Regions from separate parts of the Mus musculus genome. Here region 1 is linked to region 2. A link is a contact called in public HiChIP or PLAC-seq data. All regions are on one chromosome and are shown on one strand. Each heading gives the region's core, a stretch centred on a gene start, on an enhancer-like site or on the middle of the called end of the contact. The rest is flanking DNA. Distances are from core to core; before and after follow the strand shown. Region 1 overlaps Ctnnb1 (catenin (cadherin associated protein), beta 1). Region 2 has its middle 63 kb from the start of Gm39458.

Region 1 (6,131 bases), core at 836-3,335, 220 kb after region 2:
TTCTTTGTTTTAATATCTGTAGTGGTGCTGACTTTGCTTGCTTTTATTTTTTGCAGTAACTGTTAGTTTTTAAGTAGTGTTATGTTCTAGTGAACCTGCTACAGCAATTTCTGATTTCTAAGAACCGAGTAATGGTGTAGAACACTAATTCATAATCACGCTAATTGTAATCTGGAGACGTGTAACATTGTGTAGCCTTTTGTATAAATAGACAGATAGAAATGGTCCGATTAGTTTCCTTTTTAATATGCTTAAAATAAGCAGGTGGATCTATTTCATGTTTTTGAACAAAAACTTTATCGGGGATACGTGCGGTAGGGTAAATCAGTAAGAGGTGTTATTTGAGCCTTGTTTTGGACAGTATACCAGTTGCCTTTTATCCCAAAGTTGTTGTAACCTGCTGTGATACAATGCTTCAACAGATGCGGTTATAGAAATGGTTCAGAATTAAACTTTTAATTCATTCACTTGTGTCATTTTGTTTGTTTGTCGTGAGATGGTTGCTCAGGGTGATGAAGGCGCCCAGCTTGCCCAGGGGAAGGAAGGGGCGCTGTCGGGGTACCCGGGCTGTCTGGGTAGAGAAGGACCAAGTCTGGATGGGAGTGCTCGGTGACCCTTAGCAGTGTCACATCAAAACCCAGGCAAACCACAGGAAGGAAGCCTTTGTAGGCCTTGAATATTGTCACTGGCTGACTGCACTTCTGACCAAAGGGCTGAGGAAGCCTGTGTAACCAGCCCTTCAGCTCACCCTCTCGCCCAGGAGCAGGCAGGCTTCCTGCAGTAGTCTCTGTGCTACACTGAGCAGCAGCTAGAGCTGGAGCTGACTAAGCTGACTAAGCCTCCTTAGGCTGCTGCCGTCCCACTGCAGGAGTGAGGCTCTGCCTGGGTTTGAACTTAAACATCATTGCTAGTGAGGCTCACTTGGAGAGGACAACCCTTCTAGTCATTTCAACCAGTAACCGTGTTTATCTGATCTTAAAACCAAAATGGGCTCCTTCCCTGTGGCCTGCCAGATGATCTGTCATTTTGGTGGTAGGTCTGTCAAGCAGACTTTGTACACATTTCCTACAAAGAAAGATGTGTTACAACTCGTGGTTGGGTTTTCTAAAAAGTGAGAATTTGTGTTGTGCTTTCCTGAGTCTTAAGATTGTGCCTGTTAAATTCACAGGAGGAAGAGGGTCCTGTGAGGAAGTCCTCAGAGATACCTTGGTGGGGTCCGGCTAACAGGGGTAGAGCTTTACTCCAGTCACCCTTTTATGTGAGGGACCGCAGCAGGGTATTCCGTATGGTGGTAGTTCTGGAATACCTAGAAGCACAAGGATGATACAGAGCCAAGTCCTACCTGCAGAGGTGGCAAAGGGACAGAAGTGCAGATGGGTGCTGTCTGAGATGTAGGCATGCCTCACGGGCAGTGGTTGGAGGCTTGTAGGAAAGCAAACACCATACTCTACTAGCACTTTAGCACACTCGGTAGGGCAGCATTCACAGAGGCATGCCTGGAGGGGTGAGGTGCACAGGATGCTGGCAGGCACCCACACGTCTGAAGCAATGCTGTAGGTGGGAGCTCCTAAGCAGCTGTCCTGGTTCTGACACAGGTGCAGGTGAAGGGAAGGGAAGATGGGGCTTCCAGAGCAGCTTTCTGACTGCAGCTCCAGTTTTGAGCTGTCCTTGGGAGCTAGACACCTGACTCCTTCCTCTGCAGCAGCCACCACGCCAAGGGCACAGATGAGGTACTTTGATCTGGGTCCTGATAGTGAAAGGTGCTGGCAAGATAAGCAGCTGCTCTTGATCTGACAGGTCTGATGGCTGTCTGTTCTCTAGAGAGAGATCTTCTACCACACTGCCTCCTGAAAGTAGTATCCTGAGTACAATTATAAACTGGTGAGATCTGAAGGAGAAGGCAGCATTGTGGAATGTGGTCTGTCCATTCTCCTACCCCTGACTCCTCAACTGCCAACATTAGAAGAAGTTATAGGTCTCTTCAGTCAGTGGTGAGGCCAAGCAAGCAGCCCCAGAGAGGGCTGGCTCAGCAGGCGAAAACCTGGTCATCCTAGTTGGAGTTCTGGAGCCTGTATTTTTAAAAAGCCAGATGTGGCAAGAGAAACCCTGCCTCAGGCTGGTGAGATGACTCAGCGGGTCAGAGTTGATCCAGGTAGCAGAGGGGAAGCCAACTTCCCCATTCCACAAGCAGCAGTGGTACCCAGTAAATGAAAGTGAGATTGTGTTTTTAAAAAGGCACTGTCTTCACAAAGTGGAAGGCAACGGACCCCAGAGAGCAGTGCACTGGGGTGGACAGGCACACAATTTTTCAAAAGGAGAGGCAAAGACCTCTTAGACTGGGAAGAGTGCCATTTGTATTTCCAAGAGATCTTCATGAACAATAGAAACCACACCCTGTGTCTGTTTGGGGTGGGGCCAGCAGACTGTAAGCCAGATATTCTCAAGAGCTTGAGGTGCTGTCAAAGGCAGAGCATTGTGGGTAATAGAAACTCCCAACAGCTAAATAAGCTGTCACATGGCCATTTTAGTGAGCATTCAGTAAAAGACTCCAGTGTGGCTGAGTGCATCAATAGAAAAGTAGAACATGGCTGCTGCCCTTGGGGCATATGGGGTCTTGAACAGAGCCACTACAAAAACAAAGAGACTACCTGCTGCACAAGGTTGAGTAGCATCTGTGATTCTGGGCCTGTTGCCTCTTGGTTAAAGCTGCTAGTCACATCCTCTACCACTGGGGTCCCAAGCTTCTGCCTAGGCCAACCATATGACCAAGAAAGTCACAAGAGGCCAATGATTCTTTGCCTTCTTGTGCTGCCTTTGAGGTTACCACAGCTGAGCCACCCGGACTGTGGCTGGTTTTTCAGTGTCTGGGGAAGGGAGTAAAGGCCGTTTGTGAGCTGGCTGGGATGGGGGAGCAAACCCTCCACTCACCTTGTGCAGCAGCTCTCTGCTGGAATAGAGCACAGGATATGCCAGCCCAGGGTCCCCGGAGTCTGTGAGTGCACACAGAAAACAAAAGATGGCCACCACAGCTACCTAGGTATCCTCAGGGCAGCTGTGGCCACTTACTTTCTGGTATTTCTTGAGGGCAGCACAACCAGCCCCTACTTTCAGGCTATGGTTTAGGGCAAAGGCTTGAGCTGGGGCCAGCCGCCTGCCTGGTGCTCTGCTTCTGTCTGTGCCTGGTGTGCTTAGTGGCTGCTGGAGTTAGGGAGTGAGGCTGCAGTGCAGGCTGGAGCCTGGGCCAGCACAGGGCAGGGAGGCGGGGCAGAGGAGGAGCTGTGCTTGCCTCCTTCCCCCCACTAGCCAGTGTGTTCATCTATTCCACAGTAGTTTATAAGCTTGGGGAGCAAGCCATATCACCTTGAGTGGGAGAAGCAGGGAATGGGAGGCGTGGGCGGTGGCTGCCAGGCCTAGTGTCTAGCAAGACAGCAACCCTGCTTCACACCCCAGGCCCCTTGCCTGTAAAATCACCTGGCAGAATGTCCTGGAATGTTAAAGCCTTCCTGGTTTAGATTGTTCTATGTTCTTCTGAAAAGGGGAGAGGAAGAGGAATGTCTTGTTGTTTTGAAGCAGCTTCTAGCAAGATTCCAGAACTCAAGCACTGGGCAGAAAGGGGAGCTAAGACCCGAACCTGCTTCCTTAGGACACTTAGCCACAATCACTGCATAATGCAGCCAGGCCAGGTCCACATGGGCACACAGCTTGGTGAAAGACCACTCTTAGCTGCATGGAATCCTTAGTGCTTCTGTGTCTGTCACCTCATCCAATTCCTGCTCAGGACAGTGGAGCCCTGAGTCCAGTCATACCAAGGGGCCTTGTAGGCAAGAGGAGGGCCTGCCTGGCCCAGGAAGCTGAGGCCTTTGCGGTTGGTTGGGCATGGTATGGCTGTTTTCATCATGGGGCTAAATGGGAGCTGGCAGGCTCTCCATATCACCGTGTCCGTGTCAAGGCAAGGCTGCTGCTAGCAGTAGGACCAGCTTCCCTACTACAGAAGGGGCCCTCTGCCCACTGGCCCAACCTGGGCCAGCTGCTTCTGGACATGGCTCATGTGTGCACACTCCTCCCCAGAATTGTCACTTGGCACATGGCATAGATTGTAAGGAATGAGGGCCAGTTGGGAGAAGCAAATGTGCCCTGACACCAGCATCCCCACAACTGCTGGACTCTAGTGTCCTGCACTCCTGCATGCAAACTGAACTTGCTGTGCGTGCAAGTCTCACCCAGGCCTCCCTAGGATTCTTGGAATTCTCTGTCCTTGAAAAGGAAGTGGCCATGCAACACCAGAGGAAAGTGGGGCTTAGACAGGCCTGCTCCCTAGCTGCTGCTAAGGGCTGTGGCTCACCTGAGTGGAGGCCACTTGACCTCCACATAGAGAGGAATAGGTCAGTCAGTGAGAGGGTTTGACACATGAGGTTCTGGCCCATTGATTTTATTAGCTCCACTTGAGACTGGTGAGAAAGGATGGTGTGGGATCTGACCACACTGTGCCACAGGATGGCCGTGTCTAATGCCCAACTGCCTGGAGGAGTTCCAGGGCCAAGGAAGCCACGATAGTGTCGACGGGTGAGCTGTGGAAGAGAAAAGTAATGTATAGGGGTCAAACCTCCTAATGAGGCTGGGCCTCTCCACTGCACCTCAGCCCAGGCCCTGGGCACCACCAGCCATTTGAGTCTGCCTGTGCGAGTTGGTGGACAGGTGTAGCCAGCCTGCCCAGCCCCTGGTTCCTAAATCTCTCTCTCCACCCTGACTCTAACCCCTTCCTCTCTGCACTGCCAGCTCCTGTCCACTGTGGGCTCTCACCTCCATGCACTGTGGGATAATACTAGGAGACTGCAAGTGGGCAATTAGGAGCTTAAAACAGAAACTTTGTTTTGTTTGAGAATGCATGTAAACCTGGCTAGGAACAAAGAAAAACATGGCACTCGGCAGCCCCTGAAGAGAACGTTAGACCACGGGTGGCACCCCCAAGGCAAGGAAATAGCTGTTTGTGCGTAATGGGGTGGGTGGTGGGGTGCCGCATGAAAGCTGCAGTCCATCGGACAGGGCTGCCACCGAGGGACAGTGCCATGAATTCCTGTTCTGCGCATCAAAGGCCCTGAGGGGTGGTGGAATGTCTTTGAACTTGGCCTGCTTCTGGCAGAGTCCGGGACAGTCCTGTGGTGCCACGCTGCCCACCAAAGCCCCAGAAGGGCTGGCATGGATGGAAGGCCAGCCTCCTGGCAGGGCAGTCTGAGCAGAGCAGTGCCACCCACTCATCCGGCCTTTGCAGGTGGGGACATCTGAACAAACCCTGAGAGACAAGGCAAGGTCTGCCTATGTCCTGGGGGTGGGCGGAAAGGTTACACACTGCCTTGCAGAACGTTAAGCCTCGTTTGGACACATTTGATCCAAATTTAGGTCCAACACAAAAATAAGCTACCTTTGGTCTCAGGGCAAAGAGCCCCAGCAGGTGTAGAGACCCAGATGGCTGGCAAGGAAGGGCTTTAGGGAGCTAGCTGACCACCTCCCTCTTCAGTGGCTCAGCCATCCTGAGCACTGGTCAGCACTGGTGGCTGTCCCTGGCCTCTGCCTCACACCAAGGGGCCCAGCAGATGAGAAGGACGGCACTATCCAAGCCAGCCTCTCTTCCTAACCCCACAGGACTGGATGTGAGCTGCTGCATAGCATCAACCTCACAGGCCACAGCTACAGCTTCCTTCATATGGATACAAACCCCAGATACTGTGTGTGAAACCAAACAATGGAATGCCAGATACCAGTGAAGGCTGGGCTCCCTTTAGAAGTGGCTCTTCCCCAGAGTAGGGGATGCAGGGACCAGAGCCATCTCCCTGGGCTCTGTGCTCACCAAGCCTCACCCTAGCCAGGCTGCAGCACTGAACTGACTGGTGGGGTTGTCAGCAGTAACCCTGCTTTCCAGATTAGGTACCTACCACTCAGAGGCTGTCAGTCCACCAAGTGTCATTGCTGAGATAACCATGTCTGTCTCCAGTGTGGATGACATACTCCTTGGGTGACCCCTAGTCCATAGGTCTCACTCAGATGGTCTCAACAGACTGTTTAGTGGGGGAGGGGGAGAGGTGAAGCTATCCCTCCACTGTCAGCTGCTGGGTGTTAGATCACCTGGCAAAGAA
Region 2 (5,429 bases), core at 2,913-5,412:
ACTGGGGAAAATGGAAGGCCACAGGAAGGTGACAGCTGAGGGTCCCACAGTGGGTCCCCAGGGTGGGTCACTCATCGGGCTGTCAATGCAGCTGTTGCTTGCTTGGGTTGGGGCCCTGTGCCAATTTGGACGCTGGCATCCCGGTGACAGCAGCAGCAGAAAGGGCAGGGAGATAAGGAAAGGGGGAACCTTGAAAAGGCTCCAAATGATAGTTGGCTTGCTTGTGACATAACATCCCCCTTCCCACAGCCACCACTCCCCTATACTCAGAGGGATGTCGGAGACATCGTAGGTGAGCTGAGTACATTTGCAGTGAGATGGGCAGCAAGCCCTACCAAGTCATGCTGGTGGCTTCGAGAGCAGAGGACCTACCTAGCCCATGGCTGCTGTCCATTGCTTGCAGTAGCCTCCTTCCCTGCTCCTGTTTTCATGTCAGGAGAGAGAGAAGACTTTCTCCTTGCAGCCAGAGAGAAGAAATACAACATAGAGATGCCAGTTTATAAAGAGTGTCATGTTTAAATGGGTCAGATGCTTGGGGTTCAACGGGTCAGTCAGGGTCACACCCTAAGACCATGAAGCCACGATGTCAGCCCGAGATACTCCACGGATCCCAAGAACCCCCATGAAGATGCCCCTCTGAGTCAAATGTTGCTATGGACCTTAGGTGGACAGTGTGGGGACAGGTTAGCTCTATATCTAGCATCTATTTAACTGTTATTCAGTCTCTTCCCCAAATGCCAGCAGTGTCACAGAAGAGACAGTTGTCCCCCTGGCCACCCACCCTCACTGAGCAGCCAGGGTTGATATGGCAAACCTAGATCTAATTACCCAGCGCCTGCAGAGCAGCAAGGTAAGGCCAAGCTCTCAGGAGCATTTCTGCAGAAGGAGTGATCACACTGCACAGTAGGATTTGCAGCAACTAAGATCACTTGCTCTGTAAACCGAGAGGACACGCTGCAGGTCAGACAGCACCAAAAAGGGCTCCTTGGAGAAAAGCTGTGTCTCCAGTCTCTGCTGAAAATGAAGGTGGCAGTACGGGCAGAGGCCAATCTGTTCTCAAGAGGACAGAGACCACTGTTGTAGAGGAGCGGGGTTAGTGACAAGAGAAGTTTCCGACAGGGAGAACACAGTGCTGAGCAAAAGCTTTGGGTCTTTGCTCTGTCCTCATCCCTAGCAACAAACCTTTCAGAGCTTCTGGTTTTTTTTTAAATATAATCTTGTTTGCTTTTATGTGCACATGTGTATGTGTGTGCCTTCTTTTATGTGCACATGTGTATGTGTGTGCCTTCCTGTCTGTTTGTTTACCGTGCGTTTGCAGTAAGTGTTCTTGGAGGCCAGAAGAGAACATCAGACTTCCTAAAACTTGAGAGCTGGAGTTACAGACAGCTGTGAGCTGCCATGTGGGTGCTGGAAATTGAACCCTGGTCCTCTGCAAGAGCAGCAGGTGCTCATAACCACCTAGCCATTTCTGCAGCCCCAGAGCGTCTGATTTTTCTAGGAGGATAGAGTGAAGATTTCTTCAAACTTTTAAAATTTATTACTGAAGTTTTCATGAAACACTCCATTTAAGGCTTTGACCCCATCATTTTATGCAAAGTTTTAGCAATTGAATGTTCCAGGGGTCTTACTGCTCATTAATTTAAAAATACAAACAAACAAACAAGCAAGCAAAACCCAAACAAACAAAGTTTGAAAAGAGTACCCTGGCATGAGTTCTCAAAGTGTCAGAGACAGAGAGCTTTAGGGAGGGAGAACGGATTGGTTTTGTTTCCTTTGTGTATGTATAACTTGGAGAAAAACTCGGAACAGGATATCCAAGGATAAATTTCATCCTTTATATATTTAAAAAAAACAATTTTTTTTTAGCCAGTATTCTTATCCTGGCCCCACTTCCTGTCCTGTCTACCTCCTGACTGTGGATGCAATGTGACCAGTCAGACCCCACAGCTGCTGCGTGCCTCCTTATCCACACAGAAGACTGTATTTTCTCAACGGTGGGTCAGAGTAAACCCTTCCTCTCTTCCTGTGCTTTTCAGGCATTTGGTCTCAGCCAGGAGAAAAGCGGCTAACACAGTTTAGCAGCAGGGAAAGGTCTCCCAGGGTAGCCTTGTCTTGTCTTGTTTGTTTGTTTTTAAGGGGAAATTATCTGAGAAATACTACATGGGAAGATAAAAGCATACAGGAAAGAGCTGTTTTGTGATTGGTTCAAAAACCTGTCTAAATAAGGATAAGAATCTTTGAATTTAAATCTGCACATGGATGACCTCAGGGAGCTAAAAATAACCATGATATGAATGGAGTAGCATTGAGCCGGGCTGTGGTGGTGGCTGTGGTGGCCCTGACCTTTAATCCCAGCACTGTGGAGGCAGAAGCAGGCAGATCTCTGAGTTTGAGGCCAGCTTGGTCTACAGAGGGAGTTACAGAACAGCCAGGGCTACACAGAGAAACCTTGTCTAGAAAAACAAACAAATAAACAACAAATAAAAATAATGGGGTAGTGCTATTGTGGCTTTATGTGGTATACACACACACACACACACACACACACATACACACGTACATATCTACAACTATATAAGTGTATAAAGTTGGCCTTCATAGGCATATAGACTCAGGAATATTCAGTGTCCAATTCCTGCTGTTGTGACTTGGATAGGTGTGGTAGGGTGGTGGGCCACAAACCCACTACACAGGAGCCTCGATCTACTCAAGACTGAACTACATAATCTATTCAGAGAGTGACCTCTCTGCTCTTAGCTCAACCAGCCAGCTGGAGCTGTACAGATAAGAGGCAGTAAGATTTCTCAAAGAGGGGAGGAGTTTATAGACAGGAGGCCAGCAGTGTGTGTGTCCCTGGGGAAAGCTGGGAATGATTTCTGAGCCACATGACTAGGGAGAGAAAAGATTGGTTAGGAGCAGCCTGGCTAGGTCAGACTGCAGATGCTGGGGCAGACTGGAGGATCTGTCACATCCACAGCAGGTAGCTCCTTTTCACCTCCAAGGAAACCAAGTTCCTGCCCACAACCTCTGCAGGGCTGAATACAGGTATTTGTATAAGGTTTTCAAAGATGTTGTTTATAACAGCAGCAACAACAAAAAGCCCAACAATATTGTGCACTGATGTTTAATGAGCCCTGAGTTTCCAGCATTTCTCACATCTACAAAATCACATTCGGGCCCTGGGATCCCATATCCAATAGCTGCTGTGATGTCCAGGGAGACAGAATCTACAAACTTTTAAGTATCAGTCACCACTAGCTTCAGGGTTTAGCACCCCTGCTCAGCCATGAGAATGTAGCCAATCTAGGATGGGACGAGGTCCTTTACTCTATGGAAGGTCCCAAAACAGAAACCCACCCTGGCTTCTCTTGAGAATTTACAATGTATGTTTAAAGAGAACGTTCTGGAAACAGTGTTTCAGTGACTCTTAACCAGTGGCTGTAAGTCAGAGAACTGTGGAAGGCAGCCCAGGGGACCTGCTGGGAGGGGACAGGGTCTTTCTCCATCCTGCTGGGAGGGGACAGGGTCTGTCTTTCTTGATCTGGACCTCATGTTTGCTCCTGGGTGGTTCTCTGCATGGGCTGCTTTTCTCTCTCTGTTCTTTCATTTATTTGCTTCTGGTCAGGGTCTCATGCACCCCAGGCTGCCCTTGAGCTTCCTACATAGCCAAGGATAGTCTTGAACTCCTGATCCATCTGCCTCTACCTCCCATGTGCTAGGACTACAGACATGAGCCACTACACAGTTTATGCATTGTTGAGATTCGAACCCAGGGCTCCAAATATGCTAGATCTCTTTATATTACAGGTGGGATTCATTTGTTGACCATGCTAACCCCATGTCCCTGAGAGGGACTACTATTACAGGGTACAGCCTTGTGTGAAGGTGAAGGTAATTTCAGCGCCAGCCGTGAGTCAGGCATAGGTCTACATTCCAGAGAGCAGAGTCAGAGCCCGTGCTGGAGAAGAGAACTCCTGGGCCTTGGCCTGAGTTCCTACTTCTCTGCTCAGCTCATGATCCCTCCTCACATCCCACAGTCACAAGGCCAGGCTTCTAGAAAAGCCCCCCTCCCCCATGTTTTATCTGGCAGAACACTGGGACAATAACTGGACTAGCTTCAACTGACCAGGAAACCAAAGCCCTACAGAAAGACGCCTCATGAGTCCTGCCAAACTTCGTGTTCCCTGCCAGTCCCGGGCTGGCTGGACAAACAGCCTTGCCAGGGTTTGCATTTGTGAGGAGGGCGAATGTGCTGTGTGGAACCACAGAATGGAAGTTATGTACTTTCGGGGAAACAGTACAAGCAAACTCAGGCTCGGTTTCCATTATGCGGCTTCTGAAAGGGCTTCACCTCCTGCGTGGAAGGGAGTGGGCTCTGGGGCAACAAAGGCGTTGCCTCTGTGGCTTTTCTGAAGCAGTATGTGTGTGCTTGTCAAAACATACCTTTCCTGCGAACTTTGAAGACAGGGTCTGTCTGCCTGCCAGAAAGGGGAAGAGAGAAAATTCCACTCTGCAGCCCCTTTGGCCTGTGCACAGGGCAGGATCCTCTCTCACAAAGGCATTCCTTCACAGTTGCAAAGCCAGCTTCCCCAGAGATTTCCCACCACCGCAGTCTGACTGGGTCTGGAGGGTGGAGAGCTGGCACAGGGATGTTTTCTCCATCATGAAACAGAAAGGTAAATAAAGCTCTGCTCCGTGGAGGGCCAGGGCCCCCAGGGCTTAGGGAATTGTGAAGCAAGTGTCCGTTAAAAACTCCTCCTTTCTGTGGCTGCAATCATCCCCTTCAACTGCTGTAGCCCCTCTGATAGGAGTAGGGAAACCTCCGAATTGGGAGATAACCTGGGCCTGTAGCTGGAGCAGAGCTTTCAAACCCCACATGGCATCGAATCAGCAGATTGTCTGTCCAGACCTCCCTATCTTAGAAGTTTGATCTGCAGTCAGCCTCTCTCTGGAGTCACAAGAGGACCTCCAATCAAAGCAAAGTTCCAGTCAGGTGGGACCCTATCTACAGTACACAGCACAGGCATTCCCTCCTACTACTCAGTGGCCCCATTTCCTTGCTGGCTCCAGATTCTCAGCTCATAATTAGGGCTGAGGGTGAGGGAGATAGCAGTTAAGTATCTCCTGTGCAAGCCTAAAGACTTGAGGTCAGCCTCCAAAAATCAGGCACAGAAGCGAACATCTGTAATCCCCGTGCTGAAGGGGCAGGGCTGACACAGGAGCAGTCCAGGACCCTCCTGGACAGCCAGTCTTGCTGAAATTGGTGAACTTTCAGTTCAAAGAGAGACCTTGTCTCCAAAAGTAAAGATGGATGTCATTTGAGAAAGACATCTGGGATGCTGGCCTCTGGCATTCATGCATACATATGCATACATACATGCATACATATGCATACATACATGCAAACAAGCACACACATGTATACACAT

The links. HiChIP or PLAC-seq counts read pairs in DNA pulled down with a chosen protein or histone mark.
Region 1: a contact with region 2 is called in an H3K27ac HiChIP or PLAC-seq map of trophoblast stem cells, with 4 times the contacts expected there. The contact joins two enhancer-like sites. A contact is called at or near these places in 1 of 484 Hi-C or Micro-C datasets (bone marrow-derived macrophages), 2 of 115 datasets of contacts at active chromatin or transcription factors (embryonic stem cells and trophoblast stem cells) and 2 of 9 other capture datasets (adipose tissue and pancreatic islet).

Annotation. Positions count from the first base shown.
Region 1 is chr9:120,960,041-120,966,171 of GRCm38.p6, forward strand. It overlaps Ctnnb1 (catenin (cadherin associated protein), beta 1), which reads left to right. Exons shown (of 15, transcript NM_007614.3): 15 at 1-467. It overlaps Ulk4 (unc-51-like kinase 4), which reads right to left. Exons shown (of 37, transcript NM_177589.3): 37 at 4,414-4,568. The coding sequence ends at 4,505. Among named protein-coding and RNA genes, the nearest start is that of Mir7090, 8.0 kb to the left of the region's middle. Within about 2 kb of position 2,086, at least 97 of the 459 cell types and tissues checked have an H3K27ac peak or open chromatin away from gene starts, as enhancers often do. A contact at or near this core is called in trophoblast stem cells, where this site is marked.
Region 2 is chr9:120,735,324-120,740,752 of GRCm38.p6, forward strand. No RefSeq gene overlaps it. Among named protein-coding and RNA genes, the nearest start is that of Gm39458, 63 kb to the left of the region's middle. Within about 2 kb of position 4,163, at least 178 of the 459 cell types and tissues checked have an H3K27ac peak or open chromatin away from gene starts, as enhancers often do. A contact at or near this core is called in trophoblast stem cells, where this site is marked.